Regions from separate parts of the Mus musculus genome. Here all the other regions are linked to region 3. A link is a contact called in public Hi-C and Micro-C data. All regions are on one chromosome and are shown on one strand. The core of a region is the stretch at or near the end of the contact, and the rest is flanking DNA. Distances in the headings are between cores, read along the strand shown.

Evidence for each region. Hi-C and Micro-C count contacts between places; a contact is called where the count stands out from the background.
Region 1: a Hi-C map of cardiomyocytes shows a contact between it and region 3, with 4 times the contacts expected there. The contact joins the promoter of Zfpm2 here to the promoter of Lrp12 in region 3. A contact is called at or near these places in 1 of 39 promoter capture datasets (hippocampal neurons), 3 of 484 Hi-C or Micro-C datasets (cardiomyocytes and embryonic stem cells) and 1 of 115 datasets of contacts at active chromatin or transcription factors (astrocytes).
Region 2: a contact with region 3 is called in a Micro-C map of embryonic stem cells, with 5 times the contacts expected there. The contact joins the promoter of Fzd6 here to the promoter of Lrp12 in region 3. A contact is called at or near these places in 1 of 39 promoter capture datasets (stem cell-derived epiblast-like cells) and 1 of 484 Hi-C or Micro-C datasets (embryonic stem cells).

The regions. Positions count from the first base shown.
Region 1 is chr15:40,653,778-40,656,865 of GRCm38.p6, forward strand. Zfpm2 (zinc finger protein, multitype 2) reads left to right here and starts at 1,265. Exons shown (of 8, transcript NM_011766.5): 1 at 1,265-1,806. The coding sequence starts at 1,767.
Region 2 is chr15:39,004,592-39,007,721 of GRCm38.p6, forward strand. Fzd6 (frizzled class receptor 6) reads left to right here and starts at 1,689. Exons shown (of 7, transcript NM_001162494.1): 1 at 1,689-1,841; 2 at 2,634-2,972. The coding sequence starts at 2,796. It overlaps Gm26704 (a long non-coding RNA gene), which reads right to left and starts at 2,478. Exons shown (of 2, transcript XR_875317.3): 1 at 1,471-2,478.
Region 3 is chr15:39,942,576-39,945,839 of GRCm38.p6, forward strand. It overlaps Lrp12 (low density lipoprotein-related protein 12), which reads right to left and starts at 1,419. Exons shown (of 7, transcript NM_172814.4): 1 at 1,029-1,419. The coding sequence starts at 1,107.

The sequences.
Region 1 (3,088 bases), core at 15-2,514, 710 kb after region 3:
GGGAATCCATGGCAACTTCACAGGAGTTTATTAGTAAATAATGATACATAAAGTAGCTGATTCCACACAACCCCATCCCTTCAGCACACCGGAAAGAATTGCATTTTGTACTCACCCTATGCAAAACTGTGGGAACCTAAGCTAACCTTGCTCACCTTAATTTTACAAAAACAATCCTATGCAATCCCCTCAAAATAATGTTCTCTTGTGCCTTACCATTTCTCAAACCGTAAGCATACATTGAATAAATAAGAAAGACACAGAACTCAATAAACCAAAGAACCAGGAAATAGTTGTTGGGTCTTACCTGATTGAAAAATTAGGACAAGATCAAATCTTTTATTAGCTCCACGGTGCTTCCCTGTGGCAGAACTAGGAGAATGGAAGGTCATGGGGGCAGGGTGGAGCTGCAGAACTTCCACAGACTTCATAAAAAGTTAGTATTTCCTATTAGAGATGATAGTTCCCTTCCTACCTACAACGAATAATCTAGCTAACCTTCGTCCTTTTGGATGTGAGAAAAATATCTGCCTGACTTCCGATTCCGGGATTTTACTATTTCAAATGGAAACTCAAGCAAGATGCAGAAAAGCACTTTGAGCGCAGCTCATCACCCGACTCTTGTGGGCCTAGTGGGGGATGGTCCGGGTCCGCAGCAGTCTCCTGGGAACTCTGACAGCGATGAAATGGTCTCCTGAGAGCCCAGGCAGATGAGAGGACTTAACGGGCCCCAAGACACACAGTTGGCATTTGTGATCAGCTGGCTTTCGCTGGGGACTTTGCCAGTGGCCTAACCTTCCTGCCAAGAAACTGTGAGGGCGGAGGGCAGGGGCTCCAGGAGGGGAGCAGTAACTGGAAGCACAAAGTTTATGGAAGGAGACTGAGATTTCTTTGTGCCCTGCTAGATGGGCGAGGCATTAGGGAGGAGAGTTAGAGGGTCCATTGGAAGAGGCTGTTGGAAGAAGTTGCTGGAAGGGGAGCGGGGGAAGGGTGGCCTGGCAGCTGCCCAGCATTGACGCGGTGACAAATGCAGAAGGTGGCCCCCTCCAAACCTCACGTCTCCCCCCACCCCATCAACCCCTTCAACTCCCACCCACGCCGCGATCCCCTTGCACTCCACGCGACCGAGGCCGGGCTGTGAGTTTGCATCCGGACTGGCTTTGGATGCAGCCAATCCTCCTTTCGCTGATGGCATAGTCTCCCCTCCCCACAGCCCGGGCGCGCCCCTCCCTCGCGCGCCTCGCCACCTCCCGCAGCAGTGCGAGCGCGGCGCGGCCCGGAGCGGCAGCGGCGGCGCCTGAGTCTCTGCCCGGCAGCCGGGGACACGGAGAGCGAGCGCGCGCCTCCTCCCGCACCCTCCGCCCCTCGCAGCCCGGGTCCCCCTGCGCTCTCTCCTCCCCTCCCTCCTTCTCTTCCTTCTCTTACCCCTCCACCCCCTTCTTCCCCTTTTCTCTCTGCCTGGCCGATCGCTCCTAGATTCCCATCCTCCCCCCCACAGCCCCATCGCTCTATCCGTCGCCCCCTCCCCTCTTCCCTGTCACACTCTCTCTGCCCCTTGCTCGGCCTCTCATTTGCTTGCTCATCTCCAAACGTGGATCCGCCGCTCCCGGAGGAGCCTAGCTCCGGGATCCCGAGCGCACGGAGCACCTGGAGTCCGACCGGCGGCGGCCCGAGCCTGCCCAGAGGCAGAGGCGGCGACAACCCAGGGAACCGTAGCGGGAACCGCAGACACCGCAGGAACCCCAGCGGCAGCGGCCGCGGCCGAAATGTCCCGGCGAAAGCAGAGTAAACCCCGGCAGATCAAACGTAAGTTTGCGCGCGGGACTGGGAGTTGGTGGGATCGGTTCCTGGGAGAGGGGCGCACGCGGAGGGAAAGATGGGAGACACTCGGGGAGATCCGCTCCTAGTCCTCGAGATTTGTCAAACTTTGCAAGCTATCAGGGAAAACCAGACGGCCGCAGACAGATGCACAGCCAGTTGGAGCGCCGGGCAGCCGCAGCCCAGTGTTTCTCCAACCTTCGCGCTCCCGGGTTCTCGGTTATTTCAACTCTGGTTTGCTGCAATCGTCGCCCTTTTTATGCTGAAATCTAACAGGACAATCCGCTCCCGCAGAGCTTAGTATGATTGTTGTCCTTGTTGTTGTCCTGGCGGTTGGCCTACCACTCTTGGGAGCATGTCTTGGTAACCCGGGATGAAGTTCTCAGAGCTGGTGGAGGCCACCGGGCTAGGGAGGTAACTTCCCCAGTGCGGTGGAAAATCAGTGTCTGGGGACCCAGTCCTGGGCGGTACCAAACGCTTTGCCAAACCCGAAGTGAAACAAAAAGTAGGTGTAAAAGTTCGCGCCTCTGTTGGAGACAGCCGCGCACCCCCTCCCTGCCTGCCGCGCACCCCCTCCCTGCCTGCCGCGGTATTGGGCTGCACCCGGGGACTTCGGGTGGGTCCCACTCACGGCGCCTGGACACTGTGTAGGGCGGGCTTCAGTTTGCCACTGGTCAAGGAGCGGAGTCCCCACTGGGAGGGGCCTCCTTTGCTTCTGGGCTCACAGGATTTGAGTTCAAGGTAGCCCATACTCTGGTGCTGTTCCTAGTTCCTGACCCCTACCCCTGGGTCCCTGGGTGCGGGTCCCTGCGGTGCCAGAGACACCTGCCTGCCAGAAATCCACAATCTCACTAAATTCTTCTAGGCCAACTTTTTTCACCTTAGGAAAATTATTCCTGTGTGTTCGATAGGCCTGCAATATATCTTCAATCCTTTAATCTAAAAAAAGTTAAAGGCCTTATTAATTTGAAGAAGATGATGATGATGATAATAATAACAATAATATTTTATGAGTTCTGTGATGTATTTCTGATTTTCCGTGTTGTTGAGGATCTGGCTACTCGTTTAAAACTAATTATCATGTAATTTTAGTATATTGCTTTAGTATTACCCTTACCTCATAGGTACCCTACATGCAAGTCAGAATTTCTTTTTGGTGTAGTTTAAAAATAAATCTTATCATACAACTTGTCCTTGAGATTGGGGGCAGGCTATACATAGCTTGCTACAGTTGATTATTCAATATGCATAATATAGTACACTCACACTC
Region 2 (3,130 bases), core at 439-2,938, 940 kb before region 3:
CACATGTCCCCTTTACGGGCAGCTTTCAGAAAACCACCAAGCGTCTCATCTTAGCAAAACAATCGCTCATGAGATGTTTCCAGAAAAACATCACATGACACAACTGAGTCTCCAAAGAAACTAGAAATTTCCACTTCATTTGTGGATTTCAAATTAAAATGCTGCTACCTGGTTCTGGTATTCTAGCCTAATCAGAGAAATGTTCACAAATACTTTTCTTCTTCTGTATTTCAACCAACAGCTCTCACTTTGTATTCCAGGCTGACATTCAGTTCGCTCTGAAACCTCGGTTGGTCTTGAATTTGAGATCCTTCTGTCTTGGCCTTTCAAGTACTGCAATTCCAGGCCTGTGCCACCACACTCAGCTGAGATATATTCCTTCTATATAGAAACTTAACATTTTTCTGAGAAATATTCTTCCCACGTAGAAGGTTAATTTTCTACATAGAAAACATCTTACATAGAAACCCATTTTTCAATACATAAACTGTCTGACTTTTAATAATATTAAGATTAAGACAATTAGTATTAACATTTCTTTAACATGGTCTCGTCCTTTACAGTTGTCCTAAGCTTTTTTTTGTTTAGTTTTGTTTTCAAGGCAGGGTTTCTCTGTGTAGCCTAGCTGTCTGGGAACTCAAAGGTCTGCCTGCTTCTGCCTCCTGAGTGCTGGGACTGAAGATGTGTGCAACCATGACCGGCTTGTCCTAAGTTTTTTGATAAAGCTGGGAAAGAGTTCTCCAAAATTCATCTCTAGTTGATGTTTCCAGATTTCAAATCTTGTCTGGTTATTCGGTGGTGTCCCAAGTACTGAAATGTGACATTTTTCAGCAGCACAGTGATTCAGCTAACAGCAGTCTCCATTTAAAAGTTATTTTACAGGCTGGGACTGTAGCTTAACATAGTAGGCATGCTAGTACCAGTATGCACAAGACCCTGGGTTCTATCCCCATTAGGAACAAGAAGAAGAAGAAAAGAGGAAGAAGAGGAGGAGGAGGAAAGAAGAAGAAAGAAGAAGAAGAAGAAGAAGAAGAAGAAGAAGAAGAAAAAGAAGAAGAAGAAGAAGAAAGAAAGAAAGAAAGAAAGAAGAGAAGACACTTTGTGTTTGCCAACAAGTTCCTTTGTACCTCATACCAGAGTCCTACATATCAGGCATTATTGAATGTAAAGGACTCAAAAATTAGTAACCATTCTTGTATTCATTTATCATGTCTACATAGAGAGGACTCTACACATCCCCACGCCCCTTTTTGGTAATTTATCTGAAGTGATGGTGGCAGAGCTGGTTCTCAAAACCACGTTGACTAAAGCAGTTAACTTTCTGTGGGGCTTTTGCAGCAGTAAAGCTGTAGAACCGGCCGAAGCTGGCACCTGCCGTTCAAGGTGGTGGCCAGACTCCCCGAGTTAATAGGCTTTTCAGCCAAGAACTCAGGAAGTTCCTCGCTAACTCTGATCTCAGCTACCACTCACTACAGAGCAGATCCCCGCGGCTAAGGCTCCTCGCTTCCAGAACGGAAAGTGTGCTCTGCAGGGCACTTCCCCAACGGCCTGGGTCTCACGCCTGGGTCCGCGGTGCGAGCGGAGGCGACAGCTCGGCGGCCCCCGCACCGCGGCCGGCTGGGCTGGGCGGGGCGCAGGGCCGGTCCCGCCGCCGCGAGCCCCAACCTGCCCGCCCGACCTGGCGGCGCAGTCTCGCGGGATCGCCCAGCTCTCGCTCCCCGTTGCGGCCCCGGAGGCGGTCGAGGCCCGGACGCTGCCCCCCACCGAAAGCTCGCCCCGGCTGTCTGGGGTGGCGGGGCCGCGCGACGCCGAGGGACAGCCACCTTCCTCTGCCGCCCGAGGTGAGGCGTCCCCGGCCCGACGGGGCGGGCGGGCAGCGGCCGGGATCGGAGCCGCAGGTGCGTCGCCTCGGAGTCCCACGCAACTCCTGGAAAGTGACTCTGGGTCCCCGCAGGCCGGGGACGGAGCTGCTCGGCTGCAGGCCGGGAACAGGTGCCCGACGCGGGACCCCGGGGGCTCAGGGGAGCCTCCCGCAGTCCCCATGAGCTGACCGTGGAAGGTTTGCGCTGGGTGGAATTCGGGGTACAGGGGGCACGGGGTGAGCGCGTTGAAGGGGAAAGTGCTGGAGGTGAAGAAGCGCAAAGGAGTCACCACCCAGGCCCACTCTTCCTAGGGGGACCTCGCTCAACCCCAGCAGACTGATTTTCGCCTTTGCGAAAACAGGAAAGGCACATCCGCAGAAGTCTGCGATTGTAGAGAGAGCTAAAGTTGAAGAACTCTGTCTGGGTCACTTGTCCTCATTTTCCCCATATAGTGAGATGGCCAAGGGGCCCCTAGACCCCCTTTCTTCTAACCACCATCACCCCTTTCCTCGCTCCAACTTGCTTATGCCGTGCCTCCTCTTACCCGGTGTTTTAGACAGTATAACCCTTCATCAGCAGTTCCCTAGAATTGAGGCTTCCTTAGCAAAGTGATACATCCGCGCCCGGGCAGGTGGATATGTCTCTTGCTAGGATGGAATTTTCCACATTTTTTTCTTTCTTTGTAGCATTAGTTACCTAGCATGACATTTGACTTGGATTTGACTTTGTGACGAATGTTACTGATAACACACTTTGGGTTTGTTTTTACAGCAGTTGCCCCAGAATTCATTTTCAGGAAACAGCTTCTATCAAAATGGTACAAAGAATGCAATGAGGAATTTGTACATTTTATCTCTGATTTGAGAATCTTTTTGATGCGGAAAGGAGCATAAGAATAATCCAAGCCATGTGGTAAAATCGGAGTCTGGCAAGATGGAAAGGTCCCCGTTTCTGTTGGCGTGCATTCTTCTGCCCCTCGTAAGAGGACACAGCCTTTTCACCTGTGAGCCAATCACCGTTCCCAGATGTATGAAAATGACTTACAACATGACGTTCTTCCCTAACCTGATGGGTCATTATGACCAGGGGATCGCTGCTGTGGAAATGGGGGTGAGTGGATTTTCATGCCTATATTGAAAATTAGTTTATACGTAGTATTTTTCTCTTAACTATTACTTTTTAATCTTTAAACATAGTTTTTTTCCCAATCATATTTTTTAAAGTAGTTTTGAACATTAAGTTCCCCTCCTCCCGCTGTCATATTTTGT
Region 3 (3,264 bases), core at 169-2,668:
CTACTGAATTAGTATTTGTGGCAAATGAAGTGGACTTTTTATAAGTAAAAATACCCGCCCCCCCCCCCGTAGCTTCTGTTTGTTTTTCTGGAGAAATCAAACCATTACTCCAAAATGGAAATGTTAATTGTGTTCTCTGCAATATCCATTCAAGGAGTTAACTCATGAGAACTAAGAATGGTGAAGTCAGAGCCCAAGCTGAGGTCTCAGTGGTGAGCAGTCCTCTTAATTTCCTTTAGTTCTAGTTCATACAAAGCACGGTCGTGACACACAATCAGACTGCAATCCGTAAAGTAGTGTCCCTAACCAGATCGCAGACCGGAATGAGGCAAGAGTCACAACAGCATCAGAGGGCACAGATGAAATGATAAGTGAACTGGGAGTCAAGGCAGACTTGTACGTCCCAATAGAGAAAGACTGAGGTGGGGCTGGAAACTATTTTCTGGCCTTCTCTCCAGTGCAGCTACTGGGGAACGAGATCCTACACGCCCGAGACCCACAGAGCCCCAGGCGCAGAGGTGGAGGGGTGGGAAGGAAGCAATCGGGGTGCTTTTGGAGGGAATGGGGACTAAGAGAGATGGGCACGACAGCAATTTCACTGAGAAGAGAACTTCCTGCCTCGGGAAGGATCTGGGACAGGACCGTCCCGGAGGCGACCTCCCCTTCGTAGTCTCACGGTCACATCTTTGTGCGCGAGGACTGTACAGCCGGCAGCGAGCGCTAGAGGAGCGAGCCGCCGGGGGCCTCGCGCCGGGCTGGGGAGTTTTCCCGCACGCCGTCGCTCCGCAGGGACCCCTGGCTCGGACCGGCCCGCCTCCATCGCTCCGAAGGATCGGCGGCGGCCAGAGGACCCCAGCATCCCCGCGGGCAGACAACCCTCCCCGCACCATCCCGCGTGGGTCTTTGTCCCGTCGGCAACCCAGGTCTCCCCGGGTCGCCCAAGCACAGCCCGTCCTGGAGGCCCGGGGGGCCCCCGGGGTCGCCCCAGCTTTGTTCGGTCAGAGGGGCGCAGGGAGGTGGACACTTACCGTACACCCCAGCGAGGAAAAGCAAGAGCCACGCCGACCCCCGCCGCTGAGACTCTTTTGTGCTCCAGCGACGGGCCATACCCACGGCAGATGGAGGGAGCGAGGAGATGGAGGAGGAGGAGCTGGGGCCAGACGCCGCCGCCGCCGAGCCCCTGGCTGCTCCCTGCGCGCTCCGCGGCGGCGGAGGGGGAGGGGCGGGGCCGCCCGCGCGCGCTCCCTCCCGCCGGCCCTGCGTCGGTCGCGCGAGCCCCTAGCGGGCCGGCCTTCCCGGGGGCAGGGACGCGCAGCGCGCGCGCCAGCCGCAGGCGACAGGGCCGGCAACTGCGGGGCTCCGGCCTCGCGCCGCACAACCAGCCGGCGCCGCCACCCGCCAGACTGAGCGCGAGCCGGCACCGGCGCTCATCCGTGCACTCGGCAATCCCCTGGCCCGCCTGTCTTGGTTCCCGCCCCGCGCTTCCCTGGACTCGGCCGAGCTCGGGCGGATTTCGCCGCGCCTGGAGCCGGAGTAGCGAGGCAGTGCCAATCGATGTGCGAGCACGCGAACGCCGGCCGCTGGGTTCCAGGGGCTCGAGGGCTGGAGTGGGGAGTAAGGAGGGGGGAGCGGGACGGCGGGGATGTGCTCTGACCGAGCTCCGCCGCAGTCCCCGGCCTTGGTGTTGTGCCCTCCCCGGAGATCCTCTAGGCTGATGAGCTACGCGTGGAGGGAAGAGGGGTGGGAACTTAGAAGTCCGTTGCTAAGACCCCCGACCTTGCCGGCTCCGCTTGAATTTGGCTCTGAAAGAGTGAATGGGTCGTAGGTCCCTGTGGATAACCTGATGTAGAATCTCAGCCAAAGGATCTGGGGATACATCCGGCCGGGCTACAGGGTCTGTGCTTCTAATCTGGCAGGGAAGACGCAGGAGACCCTTTTGACACTCGGGTGGGGTGGAGTGGACCTGGGACGTGGAAAGAGGGATATCCCTGACCCCCCCCCGCCCCCCCCCGCCCTAAGCCTCTTCTCAGCTCCTAACAAGTATGACACTTCTTTCCCTTAAGTACCCATAGAGCTTCTGTCTGTAGTGACACACTGGCACTTCCACCTTTTTAAAGTGTCGTCTGCACTGTTTTGCCTGCTGTCCTTGCCATTTACAGGCACTGTCCACTATTCGCTGAAGATCAGCAGTGCCCTATGCTGTACTGTTGACACAGGCTATCTTTGTTTCCCGACAATCTTGTGAGATGAATATTATCCACGTTTTAGATAAGCTAATGAGACTCAAAGAGGTTAAATTATCCCAAAGGAGTTATCAAGTAAATCTACGGACTTTGTTTCCCCCATCCCAAAGTCAAGCACTTTCACACTAGCAGGAAACTCAAGCAAAATGCTTAGTACCCATCAGTTACATTAAATTTTAGTATATGCCTGGGGAGGTACATTAGAGTTTTCCTGTATCTCTTGCTTATTTGACCCTTTAGTGACCCCCTGAAATTATATGTCAGAAGAGAAAAGTTAATGCTTAAGAAATCTTTTACAAGATGGCAATAAACAAAAGTCCTGAACCGGGATTTTTTTTTTCTATTCTTTTTTGAGAACACAGCAATTTTGTTGTTCCTGATTCTGCAATCAGCAGATATGATTCCTTGTTTTATGACACTACACTCTGATCGCTGTTTTTGTTTGTTTGTTTGTTTTGTTTTTTGTTTTTTCCCAGAGCTTTTTCTGTTCATTGAATTTGTGTCAGGCCACAAACACAATGAAAAAGTAGACTGTACTGCATTCGTCTCCCACCCCATCACTTTCAGTACCATTCAAGGAACTCTGTCCCAAGAGGAGACACATGGTGCCCCCCACCCCCAGGACCCTTTCGCCTGCACTCCTCCACAAACACTTGTTCATCTACTGAGTGGCCTCTTCGACTGTCAAATAATCAATCTTTTGTTTTCTAAGCCCCTTTAGCCTTCTTAAATTTTAATGAGGACTCTGGAGAACTTCTACTTAGAAATTAAAATGGAAGCTTTAACTATTTTTAGTTCTTTTCAAATAAAACATAAGAATCCATGTTACCATCTCTAAAGCAAATAGGAAAGTGGTGTAGTTTCTCTCTTTGCAGACCTTCCTTGTGTCTGTCTGGCTGAAAACATCTGGATTCCCATATCTGTTTCCGAAGCCAATCTGTTACAGTATGTTGTTTTGGTTGAAGTATATTAAGAAATTTAGACCAAAAAACAAACAAACAAAAAACAGGCAGTGGTGGCG